2 separate regions of the Sus scrofa genome follow, and region 2 is linked to region 1. The links are chromatin contacts, called in public HiChIP or PLAC-seq maps. All regions are on one chromosome and are shown on one strand. Each heading gives the region's core, a stretch centred on a gene start, on an enhancer-like site or on the middle of the called end of the contact. The rest is flanking DNA. Distances are from core to core; before and after follow the strand shown.

The links. HiChIP or PLAC-seq counts read pairs in DNA pulled down with a chosen protein or histone mark.
Region 2: a contact with region 1 is called in an H3K27ac HiChIP or PLAC-seq map of alveolar macrophages. The contact joins the promoter of TOR1AIP1 here to the promoter of LOC110255567 in region 1. A contact is called at or near these places in 1 of 5 promoter capture datasets (liver), 1 of 47 Hi-C or Micro-C datasets (heart right ventricle) and 1 of 2 datasets of contacts at active chromatin or transcription factors (alveolar macrophages).

Annotation. Positions count from the first base shown.
Region 1 is chr9:120,807,139-120,815,072 of Sscrofa11.1, reverse strand. LOC110255567 (proline-rich protein HaeIII subfamily 1-like) reads left to right here and starts at 4,458. Exons shown (of 1, transcript XM_021063968.1): 1 at 4,458-5,603. The coding sequence starts at 4,458. The coding sequence ends at 5,603. It overlaps FAM20B (glycosaminoglycan xylosylkinase), which reads right to left and starts at 5,367. Exons shown (of 8, transcript XM_021063731.1): 1 at 5,142-5,367.
Region 2 is chr9:121,512,906-121,520,839 of Sscrofa11.1, reverse strand. It overlaps TOR1AIP1 (torsin-1A-interacting protein 1), which reads right to left and starts at 5,149. Exons shown (of 11, transcript XM_021063744.1): 1 at 4,805-5,149; 2 at 4,380-4,802; 3 at 2,289-2,366. The coding sequence starts at 4,868. It also overlaps a transcript of TOR1AIP2 not described here.

The DNA of each region.
Region 1 (7,934 bases), core at 3,209-5,708:
GTATTTTTTGGCATGCCTGCTTCCTCTACTCTATTGTGAGTTTCTCTTTGCACTTCCAAAGAAGCTGGCACAGAACAGGGCACGTGAGAAGTACTCAATAAATGCTTATTGACTAGAAGAGCAAGGAAGAGAGACCTCTATGACTATAAGAATTTCTTCAGCTCTTTGGTTTAAAGATGGCCCTTTTTTTTTTTTTTTTTTTTAACAGACACAGGGAAACTAAGACCTGTAATGAATTCAGATATAGAGTAAAAACGCTGAAATATCCAACTTTATACACTCCGTTTTTCATTACTGCCTCTGCATACCTTGCTTTCACCTCTTAAGGCAACCGCTATTGCCACACTGGCATCTGGCACTGGTTGGGACTGGGAGTAAAGATGATGTGGAAATGCTAAGAGGAAGACTGGAGATAGTCCAAGACATTGCCTGAGAATGGTACGAGACAGGGCTGGAACCAGATCTTCAAGAATTACTGGCAATGCTCTCTGAAAGGAGAACCTCCACGGGTATCTCCATAGCATCTTCTTTTTCCCACAGAGAGAACTATAGGGACCTAAATGCATGGATACAGAGGGCAAGTTCACTATCTAAACCAAGGAAAAGAAACAACAAATGAACAGAAGGTCTTTGGGCAGCCAAAATCATCATCTCCAAGTTCATCCACTCACAAAGAAGATCCAGGCAGACCCTCTCTAAGCCTATTCAGCTGTTTTGCTTTCAATTTCAGGAAGCAGAGTTCTGTGGGATGCGACTCCATGGGAGGTCAGATGCTGCAAAAATTTAAAAGAGGGCAGCAGGGACACGAACACCAGCAAAAGCACAGCTTTTCCACCGCGAAAAGAAACAGATTAACTAATGAAAGCAAATTCAAGACTCCAAAGAGCAGAGGGGCAAACCACTGCCATATTCCAGTCAGCTCAAAGCCCTTCAGGGTTAGTCTGCCATCGTAGCCTTCAGTCAATAAAGGTTAAACTGTATTGTTTAAAAAACAAAACATACGCAACTGTGCAAATACATTGGAAAATTTTTTTCCAAAAAAAGTGTAGCTAAAATAAGAATTTGGGGGGAGTTCCCGTTGTGGCTCAGCAGATTACAAACCTGACTAGTAACCATGAGGATGCGGGTTTGATCCCTGGCCTCTTGCTCGGTGGGGTTAAAGATCCAGCGTTGCCAGGAGCTGTGGTGTAGGTCATAGATGATGGCTCAGATCTAGTGATGCTGTGGCGTAGGCTGGTAGCTGCAGCTGATTCGATCCCTAGCCTGGGAACTTCCATATGCTTCAGGTGTGGCCCTAAAAAATAAATAAGTAAATAAATAAATAAAGGGATTTTTGCACATATCTTTATTTCCACACTACTCTACACCTAAAGCAGAAAGTCAGGAATTAAGAGCATGGAACGATCAAACGTCCCTGCCCCAACCTGTACTTGGTTCTGCTTCATATTCATAGTATCATATTCCTTGAGCTCCTTTTAAAAAATGTACCCAAATTAACACCTTTCCCTCCAAAGGGGAGTTACCTTGCCAGAAAGTACAGACTTCCAAACACACACCCAACAAAACTCAGTTTCTCTTTTCTGCATCTGCCTTCATCTCTTACCTCATACAGCGGAGAGAGATGCTCCCCCCGGCCCAGGCTCACTAGATCCAGAGCTAGGCCTTCCTTCTACCCATTTTGGTTAAGAATGACAACATCCCAAGTGAGAGCTCTGTATTATATTCTCCCTCGGATGGCTCTAGCAGTCACATTGACATTACAGATTGGCTGAAAGCTATTTTCCGTTGCAAAGGAAGGTTTTCCTTCTGTTCTGTATCCCAGCTCTGTGCTAATGAATTCATTAGTTCTTGAAGGTTAGAGAGGCACTCAAGGAAGAGAAAGAGGGAGAGGTAGTCAGGTGGGGTGTGAGGACTTGCTGGAGAAGCACTCAGGGAGGGATAACTCACTTCTCCCACCCCCAACAGGAAGGACCAGGAGATGGACAGTCAGGATCCAGGATACTGGCGTGGCCAATAGTAGGAGCTCCAGTACCCCAATATGAAGGACCAGAAGATGGACAGTCAGGATCCAGGACACTGGCATGGCCAACACCAAGAGCTCCAGTTCTACTGGTGCAAAAATATTGTCTACCAATCCAACTGCTCAGTGAGCCTAGCCAGGGAAGGCTGCAGGAGCAAGTCTGTGAAGCTGCACCTGAGTGGAGGACCATACGCTGATCCCAGGCTGCAGGTGGCTAGACCACCACACAGTCACACCATCAGATTTCAAAGCAGCTCCATCAAGTAACACGCTTTACAGACAGATACCCATCTCAAGGGAACTATTTTCAACAGGACTCTTACACACGCTTTCTTGGCTTTTTTCTTTTTCCTATAAGGAGGGACACAAACAAATTTAATATCTGCACTATAACATTTCCTCCTCTCTCATACTGTTTTCCATTCATTCATTCAACTACCAAATATTTCTTGGACACCTACTATGCACTGTGCCTACAGTGCAAAAAGAAAAGGACATCAATCATCGGCACTACAACAACAAAACTGTTGTGCTTCATTCCACTTGTGCTCCCCACCCCAAAACCACCTGCCACTTAGTCCCAGAGTGGACCTCAGCTTCAGAAGAAAGTCTTCCTTTTACTGTTTGCAAAGAGGGCCATAGAATACAAAGAGCAGCCTACTGCTTCTATTCTAGGACGAGAGCAATCACCAAGAGGCAACCACTGAGGTTGCTATTTTTAAAAGTTATCAATTCAAGAGCTGAAGTATCTGGCTTCAGGGTCTGTACCATTGAAATGATGGTCACACAAAGTGAAGGAAGCTGAAGCCTGCCCTGCAAGTAAAGGAGAAGGGAAGTTTCACTTAGAAACTCAAAATTCAGAAAAGATAAAAAGCAGATGCTTTAACGCGGCGTGAAAGAGTTGAAGTCTACAGATGGACATCAAGAGAATGGACTAAAGGTCAAGGAATTATCAACTCAATGTAAGATAACTCCATGCCATAAAGGATTAGATGACAGAAATTACTTTCCCTATTTCAAAGCACTCAGGGCATGTGTTCTCCAATTTTCTTTCCTTAACCAAATCATAGCTATTTTCCTACTAGTGCCAGAGAAACAAACAGAACAAATCGCTGTCACATTATACCCATCGTATTGAAGAAATGCTGTGAGCTCTAACATTTCCTGATCGTCTTTTACCTCCATTCATTTTTATCACTGCGCTTTACTGTAAGTGAAGGTGAGAGTCTGAATTGCTTGCTTGTGTTTCTTTATTCTCTTTTGACAAGCACTTTCAAAGGGGAAAGGACTTCTTGTTGATTGATGCTACTATCTGGTTCTAAAGGCCAAAGTTCAACATCTTCACAAATTTCAGAAGTTATTAATTTAACACAAAACATTATTTTCTTTCTGGCCACATCCATGATATGCAGAGGTTCCTGGACCAGGGATTGAACCTGTGCCACAGCAGTGAGTGGAGCCACAGCAGTGACAATGCCAGATCCTTAAAAGGCTAGGCCACCAGGGAACTACAGGTTAATTTTAAATCCACCTTAGACTGACTCTAAGTCTAGGCAAATAATTTAGCATTTTTAATATCTGTTTCTCAGAGACATGTCTTCTTTTTTAGTTTTTTTGGGGGTCTGCACTTGCAGCACATGGAAGTTACCAGGCTAAGGACTGAATCAGAGCTGTGGCTTCCAGCCCACACCGCAGCCACAGCAAGGCAGGTTCCCAGCTGCATCTGTGACCTACACTGGAGCCTGGGGAACGCCTGATCCTTAACCCACTGAGCGGGGCCTGGGATTGAACCCTCATCTTCATGGATACTAGTTGGGTTCGTTTCTGTTGAGCCACGATGGGAACTCCTCTCAGGGATATGTCTTGATGATAAATAACAGTATATGTGAAAGCACTCTGAGGCTTAGTTCAAAGCTCCTATATAAACTTAAGCCCTGTAATACATAAGCACCCTAAGGTCTCTGGACCAATTTAAAATAATCGATCCCAATGAAAGGTATGCATTTTACAACACAAGGAGAACACGAATACTTAGCAAACAGTAATCACAGTCACAGTTTACAGTTATAAAGTCCTACAATTTAAAAACGAAAAGATCCCACATTTTTGTTCTTTTCAAAGTGCGAAATCACACCTGCAGAGGGAAAGTGGCTGGTGATGATTTGATACTTGACCCCAGATTCAACTCGCTGTACCAAGCGTCTCATTTCCCTGATTATAAACTAGCCCTATAAATGATACTATGGTCATTTAAAGGACTAACAATTCCCTAACGACCAATCATGCCTTGTCCCCTTCACTTTCCCTCCAACGTCCTTCTACCCTTTCTCTTCCTACCGGTTGACTTGTAGGTAACAGAAACCTGATGAGAATGAAACTCTTTATCAGTTTCCACAATCAAGGACGCAACTTGACAACTGCCTCACGCTCATCGTTGATGGCAACGTTTCGGTTCGCTTTCAATCGCCGGGCCAGCGAACCCGGAAATGAAATCTCAAGCGCAACCCACTTCGGACGGCCGTATCGTTTCCTTAAGTTGTGCCGGACTGCGAGCACGGGATACGCGACCCCGAGGAGACCCGGACCCCTAGGCACCGTTACCCCGCCTCCCGCCTCCGGCCTGGAGGTCACTCGCGCTTTTCGGCCACGAGGTGGGCCCGCGATCCCCTCTGCGCTGCTGCAGCGGGCACTCGGCGGGACACGAGGGCGGCACCGTGGGCCAGTCACCTCTGGGGACCGAGTCGGGGCGCAAGGGTGGGTCATTAAACAGACCCTGGGCAGCACGAGGCGCCCCCAGGTAAGGCCCGCGCCTCCGGCGGGCCGAAGAGACGGCGGCCTCGACCGAGTCACTTCGGCCGCGACGGCCCCGCATGAGCCCGCTCGGGGCCAGCGAGGCACCGTGCGCGGCCCGGGCCAGTCTCCGAGGCAGCGGCCGCTCCGGGACCTCTCAGGGCACCGGCGCCCAGCCCCTCAGGGAGGCGCCCCGCCCCAGGCAGCCCCCGCCCGGCGCGCGGCACGCACCGCGCCCCGCCCGGGGGCCGGCCCGCACTTTCCCGCCCGCCGCGCCGCGCCGCGCCGGGGACTGGGGTCGCGCGCCCTCCCCCGCTCCCACACTGCTCACCTGCCGGGCCCTAGGCTCGCTCCATGGCCACCCTCGCGGTGCGGTGCGGCGCGGCCTCGGCCGCCCCCGCCGCCTCCGGGGAGGGGCAGCCCCACGCCGCGCTCACCGCCCCCAGCCGCCGCCACTGCGGCTCCCGCCTACCCCCAGCCCGGCCATTCCCTGGCCACCTCTCCCCGCGCGGAGCCGGCGGTCCCACACCCACCCCCCGCCTCCGCGGCTCGCGACTGTTGGTACCGTCCTAGCGTAACGCCTTCCCCGCGGCCAATCCAAGGGCTCCTTCCGCGAGGCCCCACCCCCACCCTCGGTGGGCGGGCCTACCGGACACGCTTCGGACCGCCCCCCTTTAACCCGTGGCGTCCCTGGCTGGCCCCGCTTAACTCTCTCCACGCCAGTACACGCCTCTCCGGCTTCTCCCTGCCGCCCCACCCCGCTTACATAAACTGGCCTCTCACTTCTCTCTAGCCTTTGCTTTTTCGATTCGGGTAGGCAGCCAGGATGCGGGACTGGAAGTAGTTGTCCCTTAGGTTAAGTTCTATTTGTGAGAAGCAATTTCCCTACTCCTTTTACCCTTTTCATTTGCCTCCACTTCTGCGTGTGCAAATCGCTCTTCCTTCGGATCCGAGAGCAAAGCTCCCTGCTACCTTTTGTAGCATTTAACAAAAATGTGACTCGTTTGCTGTAATAGTTTCTTAACGTCTATCTCTTGCAATGGACTCTAAGCCCCATGAGGGCAGGGCGATCGTGTCTGGGTCTCCAATGCCTGACACTCAGTAGACTCCCTATAAATCATTTGAATATAAGATTCTCCTTTCCCTTAAAGTGTCTGCTTTCCACTGACTCCATACAGTCCATCCGCTATATAGCATATCCATTCATTTATTCATCATATGCTAAGCGGGGACCCAGTGTACCCGTCCCTGAAATGTTATAATGCACAGTGATCCATGTGATGAGATGTGTGGTGGGAGAGACTGGGCTGAAACTTTTTTCAGGCTCCATACTTCATTTGAGAAGCAAAGCATAGTGGAAAGAACTCCTCCTTAAATTAGGAAATGTGTGGGGAAAGTACTCACAAATTATTTTAGTGTTAGTTATTATTCATGTGTGTTATTGAGCACTTACTCTCAGGAGATCCTAGAGAAATAATTGGGCTTGATAACTGCCGCAGCCCCTTTGCAGAAGACATTACATCACTGCAAGGAGTATATGGTCAGAAGGAGTTGTATCAGCCTTTTACTGGATGTATTTGAAAATGCTTAGAGGTTGTTATCTGATCATGGAACACGCAATTCGTGGGGAAATGAGCTGGATGATAATGAGAGTCTACCTTATGTCTCTACACAGGAACATTGGTCTGCCTGCAGTTGCTAATCCTCCTGAACCTTGCTCATTACCCCGGGAGATCAGAAAGCAAAGGGCAAATGAGGAGTTCCTGCTGTGGTGCAGCAGGTTAAAGACCCAGCATTGTCTCTTTGGCAGTGTGGGTTTAAGCCCTGGCCTGGCACGGTGGGTTAAGGATCCAGCATTGCCACAGCTGTGGTGTAGGTTGCAGCTATGGCTCGGATTCAGTCCCTGGCCTGGGAATTTCCATATGTGTGAGTGTGGCCAAAAAAAAAAAAAAAAAAAAGGGTGGAGTGGGGTGGGGGGCAAATCAACATTTCCTCTAAGACATCTTACCCCCAAAGGACTCTCCTTTCTTACCTGTAACTCTGATAAAGGCAGTGAGCGAGGGCTGTCTAATGCACTGCTCAGGAGAAGGCAGGTCAGTGCATCCTGCAGCTGTAGTTTCATGGTGATGCGCCCTGCCCCCATCTTTACAGATATTCAGAGAGAGGGGTTCCCGGCCTCTCTAGGCAACCCACTGCAGTACTTAATTTCACATCCTTCGAGTCCTTCCATCAATCCCACGTGCTGAGAACAGACACAGTTTCTCTTTTTGTTCTCGGAGAGTCATGGGTTTGGGGCCTCTGTGTCCACGGCTTTCAGAGAGCAAAAGTGCGCTGCCCCCCCCCCCCGTTTTCTTTCCGCTAGACCACGTTATGCAGGCTGTTTGCATGTGTTTGCACAGCCCTAGCACCGTGCCTGTCACTCCACTGTATGAGTTTCTGTGCCCTCCTCCTGTGAGGGGCCTTATTTCTCAACCAATCAACAGTCAATATACTCTAGGTACCGTGGGAGATGCAATGATTTAAGAAGGGGACTCTGCCTTCAAAGAGCTTACATGCCTAGCACATAGGAAAGAGGTGCAAGGACTATGGGGAACTTAAATTATGCAGCATAGACTATGTGATCACTGAAAGAATCAAGGTCCAGGAAGATAGTGTGGAAGGGAGGACCGAGGTGAGCAAAGTACAGGTGGCTAAAGAGAAGGAGAGTAGGTGTTCCCGTTGTGGCTCAGCAGTAAGGAACCTGACTAATATCCACGAGGATGCAGGTTCGATCCCTGGCCTCGCTCGGTGGGTGAAGGATCCGGTGTTGCTGTGTTGCTGTGGCTGTGGTGTAGGCTGGCAGCTCCATTTTGATTCCCAGCTGGGAACTTCCATATGCTGCATGTGCGGTTCTAAAAAGCATAAAAAAAAAAAAAAAGAGGGAGAAAGACAGAAAGTATGAAGTTAGGCGGTGTTATATGAATTTAAAGACAAACATCCTCAGAAAATGATTCACTGTGGGAGAATTGTTCGTTCCTTTTCCCCTCCTAGCCTCCCTTTTCCCTTTCTCCCTCCCTCCTTCCTTCAACGAGTATCTACCAAGTGCCACACACTGAGCTAGACCTCGGGCCCCACAAAGACGAAG
Region 2 (7,934 bases), core at 3,900-6,399, 710 kb before region 1:
TCTATATTGGGAAATGTTTTGTCTTTTCCAGTACCAACTATAGCATAAGCTTAAGAGAAATGCTTAAAGTATAATTTTATGAATGTGACAGTCATCTATAAAGTATGATGGGAAAAAAACGCAATACCTTATATTTGTATGTTCTACAATGAACAAGGTGATTCTGCAAGTACTAAACCATTTCTGCAGTGGCCTTCTGAGTCAGGAAGGGCAAGTCACACAGATAAAAGCCTGAGATACAAGGTGCGTAGCTCAATCAACCAAGGTGCGTGCAGTGCTCCTCCCGCAATGTTATGCAGCCACATATCTCATTAGCAATCCTTACCTGTAGCACTAGGTGAACTCCAAAAGACCGAGACACTCTTATGTTTATGAGTTTGATGATGGTTCACAGGCTGGTGCTTAAGTCTTAATTACATCAATTTACCTAACTCTGCAATTTTTAGAAATTTACCACTGATTTTATTTTTTAAAACTTTTTATGGCCATACCCTCGGCATATGGAAATTCCTGGGCCAGGGCTCAAATCCAAGCTGCAGCTGCAACCTACACTGCAACTGCAGCAATGCTGGATCCTTTAACCCACTGCACCAGGCTGGAGATCAAGCCTGCACCTCTGCAGCGACCCAAGCCACCTCAGTTGGATTCTTAACCCATTCCACCACAGAGGGAGCTCCTACTGTCAATTTTAAAAATGAGGAATTTCTGTTTCTTCGGTATAAGGAGCATGCAATAAAGCTACTGTAAATACAATTTCAAGAATATGGCTTTTCCAAATGGTTTGGAAAATGCTTATAGCACCTATCACTCAAAGCATTTATCTAAGATAGTTTATAATCTTAACATACAGGCTGTTCAAAGAATTAACATACAGGCTGTTCAAAGAATTAACATATAGGCTGTTCAAAGAATTAAGCATAAAGCATGCATTTATTTGGAACTGAACTTGAACCAGATAAACTTAAATCTAAATCGAGAATATAATAGTTTAAATCATAAAGCATAACCTTATTAGAAGCAATGGATAAGGAAATAAGTCAGCACTTGGGTTAAAAAAAAAAAAAAAAAAACAGGAACAACCAGAGGGAGTTCCTTGGTGGCTCAGCAGGTTAAGGATCCAGGTTAAGGATCTGGCATTGTCTACTGCTCTGGCATGGGCTCAATCCCTAGGCTGAGGAACTTCCACATGTGCTAGCACTCCCCATCCCCCCAAAAAGCCAGAGAGGATCAGTTTCAATAGTTATAATCATCTACTCTTGTGGACTTAATCCTTTCCCATGCTCTTCAAAATAGTTTAAACAGATTTTAAAACTTTAATCAGACTAGCAAATGCACCCTACCTCCATGTTACAGTGATATTAAGATGCAAATGTTTTTACCCTTTAACAGCTCAGAAATTGTGAGAGATCACACAATCTATGGCATGTTGGAGTTTGACTGGCAGCACTGCTTTCTTCTGGGTGGTACATAAAACAACGATGATGTATCTCATAACCGATGAGACCTTAGATTTGACGAAATGTAGTCAACTAAGAAGACTGACCATATTGTGTCATGAGTTTACTGTGCAGATCATTTAATCCATCTTAAAGCAAAACTTAACAAGTTTTACCGAGTAGCTAATTATTACATGGGAGAGTGACAGTGAGGTACTGGGGGAAAATGATACGGTTTCGAAGACAAACTTGGGTCTGAATTTGGCTCATTCACATAGCAAGTAATCTTAAGGAAAAGTACGCTATTCTGAGTCCCAGAAAAAAAACTGGTATATCTACCTTGCATGTGAATGAATTAGCACATACAAAGTGGCTGGTACTTAGTAAGTGCTGAAGTATGCGCCCTGTCTTTACTTGATACAGGTTCTTATCGCTTAATTCAATAACCTCTAAAGAAGATTCACTGAGGGATTTCCTGTAGTGGCTCAGTGGAAACAAATCTGACTAGTAACCATGAGGTTTCAATCCCCGGTCTTGCTCACTGGGTTAAGGATCTGGTGTTGTCGTGAGCTGCGGTATAGGTCCCAGATGCAGCTCGGATCTTGCGTTGCTGTGGCTTTGGCATAGGCCAGCAGCTGTAGCTCCAATTCAACTCCTAGCCTGGGAACTTCCATATGCCGTGGGTTTGGCCCTAAAAAGCCAAAAAAAAAAAAAAAAAAAAAAAGAAAGCAAGAAAGAAAAGATTCACTGAAACTCTGAATAAGGTATGATTTGGGACCCTTGATGGATCAGGCTGCAATATATACATTAAAAAACTTGGCATGTAAGGGAAAAAAACCTCACTCTTCTTACCTGGAGTCTCTTGGGTTCTCATGATAGTTTTCTTTGAGACCGTTTGGCTTAAAACAGTTTGTGAAGGTGTTTCATCTTCTGAAGAATAGATACAACAATTGTACAATTAGAATATACCTACTGAGTAAAGATTATGCATATTAACAACAATATATAAACACAAATGCAAGTAATCCATTCCTTTAGAAATATGCAGTTAGGTTTACCAAAACGTAGGACTTTAGTCAATAAAAAAGACAATATAAAAATAAACTATTCACCAATGATGCTTTACAACAAAAATACATTACTTTAGAAAATTTCAAAGATGGGCTATAGTGTCATAAATGATGTGGAAGGAAGGAGAAGAGTGAAAAATGTTTCTAAAACATTTTAGGTCTAATAGATTTACTAAAAGAGAAGTCAATCCTTTACCTGTTTTAAAAAACTGGCTTATACAACTGCACCAGCCTGGGTGGGAGAGTCAATACAATTTAACATATTTACTGCCTACTAAAGCATTTTTCCAGATACTGGAGACATAGAACAAATTTAAGCACTGAAATATAACATGATCCTTCAAATATGTAAGATGTGGAGGTCCCGTTGTGGCTCAGTGGTTAACGAATCCGACTAGGAACCATGAGGTTGCATGTTCGATCCCTGGCTTCGCTCTGTGGGTTAAAGATCCGGCGTTGCCGTGAGCTGTGGCGTTAGGTCGCAGATGCGGCTCGGATCTGACATTGCTGTGGCTCTGGCGTAGGCCGGTGGCTACAGCTCCAATTAGACACCTAGCCTGGGAACCTCCATATGCTGCAGGAGCGGCCCAAGAAATAGAAGAAAGACCAAAAAAAAAAAAAAGATATGTAAGATCTTTGTCTTCAGGAAGTTTATAATGTTAAAAGAGAGAAAAAACTAATATGTGGGCTAAAGTGTCTTGAATTACTACTTCCAATAGTAACTTACATATCTTTAGCAGTTTCCAAAATCAAAACATCTTCCAATGTGTCAACACTTCCTCCTGTCAAGAGGTAAACCTGCAGCCTATTACTGTGCTCTACACTGAAAATCCACCTCCTCCTCATATCCATCAGTGGGTCTATCACTAACTATGTAATCCCATTATGATTCAACTCCCCTGATTTTATGTCATAGGTGCCCTACTTGGGGTCAACAGTAAAGTTCCTCTGGAACTCCCTCTTAGATGGGAGAGAGACGGCAGGGTGGGAGAGGATGGATTAAGAGAGTTGATTCACCTGTGACTTTCCTACATCTCTACAATCACTCTGTCAGTATTCTTGTGGCCCCTTTAGACGATGATTAATTAAGGGTCTTGCTTTGTTGGGCTACTCCTTAACCACTGAGGTTAGACTGAGGATCCCCAATATGCCCGTGCCTAATTTTTGGCAGAAACTCATGACACTCAGGAAAGAGTGATCAGCTCAAGTTTATCAGACACTGGGAGCTTCAAGTTCGGGATAAATGCTTACCCCATTTCGGTGTTAAGTATTTGGGTGAGATCTCAAGGCAATTCATCAACTACACCAAGCCCTCAAAACGGCCACTCACAAAATTCTCCCTCTCTCCCTACCTGGGTAGTGATGGAAAAAGACTGGAAGGTTAGATGAGATCCAAAATTCTCAGCTGGGGACTTCTGGCCTCCGAGATTTAAAGGAGGAAATGGAAGTGGTTTGGTAGAAACATCCGCAGGACAGAGAAAACCGGCAAGAAACCGACCCTGGAGTGATTCAGTGTCCCGCCTACCGCCTAACTCGCCTTCCTAACGTGCAGGCCTGCAGACCAGTGGCAAGCCTCGACACCCCTAAACTGATGCCCCGGGATGCACGCGGCTCCTGAGCTCTGCTGAAGTCGCTCTGCACGACTTCCTTTCCTTCCAGCATCCCCGCCCCTGCCTCTTTCCCGCCAGCGGTCGGGGCGGACCCGGCGTGGGGGCGCACGTCCACCCGGGCAGAGGCGCCCAGGAGCGGATGAGCGCCAGGCAGGCAGGCAGGCAAGTAGGCACACGCAGCGCGCACACCCTCCGCGCGCGGCCCCGCCCGCGGCACTCCCTCCCTGGCTCTCGGCTGCGACTGTTACCTCCGTCGGCCTCACCTTCAGATGAATGGGAGTCCCGTAATCCTCTCCTGGTCGTGACCGGAGACGACTGGAGCGGAGGCGGCTGTGAGTGAGGCTGCTGCTGCTGCTGCTGGAGGCGGGTACCCCTTCGCGTTTTCATCTCCTCGGCTTCCGGGAGCCGCGGCTGCCTCTGCCGCCGAGACCGAAGGTAATAAGCGCTTTCTCTCACTTCCTCTTTCGCTGAATCGGGCCGGAACTCTTCTAGCGGAATCTGCCTTCCCACCGGGACCTTTTCTTTGGCCGCCCGGGGCTCGAAGTCGCCGTACACTTCGGGCGGCTCTTCTGAGAACCTCACTTCCCGCCGGCTGTGGCGCGGCGGCGTAGGAGTTCCGTACGCAGGCGCATCACTGCCGCCGCCATTTTGAGGGGCGAGCCGGGACCTTCCTTCCCTCAGCGGGCCCTGGGCGTGACGTACACCCCCCATCCTTCCCTCACCGGCTCCGCCCGCCGCTCCTCGCTCGCCATAGTTGTTGACGTAGCTTGAGTCGATCGCTAAGATGATTTCGGGGGAGCCTGTAGATTCTTCTCCCTTTGCGGGCGATGGCTTTTCGGGGTAGTGGGCGGTGGTGTCGGCGGTCAGGGAGGCAGTTGAGAGTCGCCCGGGCTGCCGCTGGCGTCGTCGCTGCTGTGCTGCAAACCTGCCTCTGGGCCCATGGTGTGTTCTGAGGGCTGTGGGACAGGCAGTGCCGGTGCTGGGTCAGCTGCCGCGGGTCACTCCCGCCTCTTGGCTGAAGGCACCAAAGAGGAGGAGAAGAGGGAGGAGGACGTCGCTGTTCTCAGCCTTCGGGGAGGAGGAGGGGTGGGGGACGACGGAGAAGGGACAACTGGCTGGGCAAGTAGCCAGTCCTCTGCCCAGCTGCTCGTGGCGACTATTTGTTGCCCGCACGCAGGAGACGCCCGGGCCGGCCCGGCCCCCATACCGAGTCCCTGGGGAAGGCGGGGCGAGACGGGCTCGAGGGGGAGTTTCGGTCCTTGAGCCCAGGCTGTTGCGCACTTTCCCCGCTGCCTTTTTGATCGACTGCTGCCTTAGCCGTACCTTTCCATGTGCCCCTAGCAGGGGTGATAAGAAAGGTACTTTTGCAGGTTTCCTCTCTGCTTGGAGAAAATATTAGTTTCAAGCTCCTCGTGAAGGCAGTTAACCGGTTTTAGGTTTTTAAGTCACAGTTGAGTGTACAAAATCGGATCTACAGGTTGACTCGGGTGGATTCCCGTGTGTAAAATGCACACACAGCGAACATTCCTGGCTTCGGATAAAAACTCTATTCCAGCAGCACTGTTCAGAAACCATGTTAGTGCTGTGTTACAGGCAGAATCGCTTAGGTTTCTGCCTGTTAGGAACTGCACTTAGTTTAGTCTTGTTTATACAATACAGCCAAAGAAACTGAAGGAGTAGCAGCATGGGAAATGACACTTTTTAAAAATCTTTGGTGAAAAGCATCTTCTTCCTCGTCAACCTGCATTAGATATTATTTGGAAATATGTGGGACTTAGATCTTTTCTAACAAAATGCTGGGAAATGTTCACACTTGGTTAGTACCCGCCTTTTATTTTTTAGGCAATAGTTTATAGGTGCCTATTAAATTACTCATTCATATGATAAAGGTTCTGTAATAAAGTCATTAAAGTGTATAAAACTTTATAGGATTACTAATCAGGAATGCATATATTAAGAGCCTCTTTAAAACAGTTGCCAGGACAGGTGACTATATAGAAACTTGGACCTTAACAGTATATTTGCTTAGGATTTTCCCTCTTTTGTCTAGGTAATAAGGATACATAATTCTAGCTCTGCCCTACGTGCCTCCACACCTAGTAATCTTACAAATACCAACTTTCATCACTAACTGAGGTAAAGCTAAACTCTTGTCAAACCAGATGTTCTGCTGTAGATGTTTTCCAGACTACAGGGGTGGCCCAAAAGAGGTGACATTGCATAGACAGTAGATTCATAGCTAATATAAGGGAATTGCTTGGCCATCAATACCAAAAGGAATCATGAGCTCTGGATGTTACTTTAGGAGTTTGAGATATGTGGAGGAATTTAGTGAATCAAAAGAGAACAAGAGAAGAAATGATTAGAACAATGTACTCATTAATTTAAGCGTCTACTAGGATATATGAATACGTATTCATAAGTATATGAATTAAATTAATGAGAGTTTTCTTTACCCTGAGAGAATTTGCCATGTATTAGGGAAGACATGCAAAATAGTAAAATTCAGGTTAAGTGACTGGCATTAAGTGAAATACCTTGCTCTTAGGCCTAGGTCTAGAAATCTAATGTTCTTGACACTGGATTTCTAAGTAAAGGAGCTATTTTAAATGATAATTTTTGAACATGAATTTTTAGTTTAGGGTAACCAGAAATCCTGTTATTTACTGAGAAAGAATTTATCAAGTCATTGTGCATAATATCTACATTTCTGGTCAATAGGGAAATAACTTTGGGGATTGTATCTTGGTAGAAAGAGGTAACATTGTTATTTTTAATAAGGAAAAGATTAAAATATTTAGAGGAAGTAAATTAAAGACATAGGAGTTAGCTGCATTTATTCCCCATCTCACATCAACAGAAAAATATTTTCAAGACTTAATACAAATGAAAACATCTAGCTTGAGATATTATACTGAAATTAAGAAATTAAAACTCAATAAAGTGACTAGAATGTAGTATTCTTCCTCTTATTGTTTGTTGAATTAGAAATTGCAGTCAAACAATTAAAAAGCATCCAAGATGTTCCCAAATCCTGTGTCTTCTGCCAAAAGAGGATGGTTGCAAGGTGAAGACACCAAAAATCAGTTACATGAAGAAGCATTAGTCCAGTTAATATTGGGGGTTATGCTATGCACCAGACAAAAGCTGTTCTAGGTGCTGGGATACAGCAGTAAAAAATAGACCTAAAACCAACCCTCCCTGCCTTGGATTTCATATTCTATGGGAGTCAGATAAAAATTATAGTAAGTAAAATAGTGCGTTGGTCAGAAGTGTTTGGAAAAAAATTAGCAGAGGGGAAGTCGAGATTTATGTAGATTTCTTCTATGCTGTCTTGAATTGGTGCAGGTCAGGAACTAGAATTTTAGACTTGACTTTGCCCAATTAGTTGTTCTTGGGTAAATTGCCATCTCAATTTTCACATAAGATTAATAGATCAGATAATGGCTTTTATTCATCATTTACTACAGTCATTTAGCAGACACTCTTGCGCACTTTAGCTCATTTACTCACAGCCACCTGATGAGGTATGTAGCCTTGCCCCATTGGACACCAGCAAACTGAGGTTTAGATCAGGACAAGCACCTCGTAATGGTAGAGGCCAGGTTCTAAGTCAAGTCGGACTGGTGCTTGCCATTATCATGGGGTAGTGCCCCTCACTGTGTTGCTTCCACTGGTTCTTTGAGCCTATGAACTTTCGGGGTTTTTTTAAGGGAGAATTAGGGTCATCCGACGTCTGGCAGAGAGACGCTCGCCTCCGGGTCAGAGAGCAGCGCGAGTGCGCGCTCACGGCGCCTGCAGCCTCGTGCCCGGGCGCT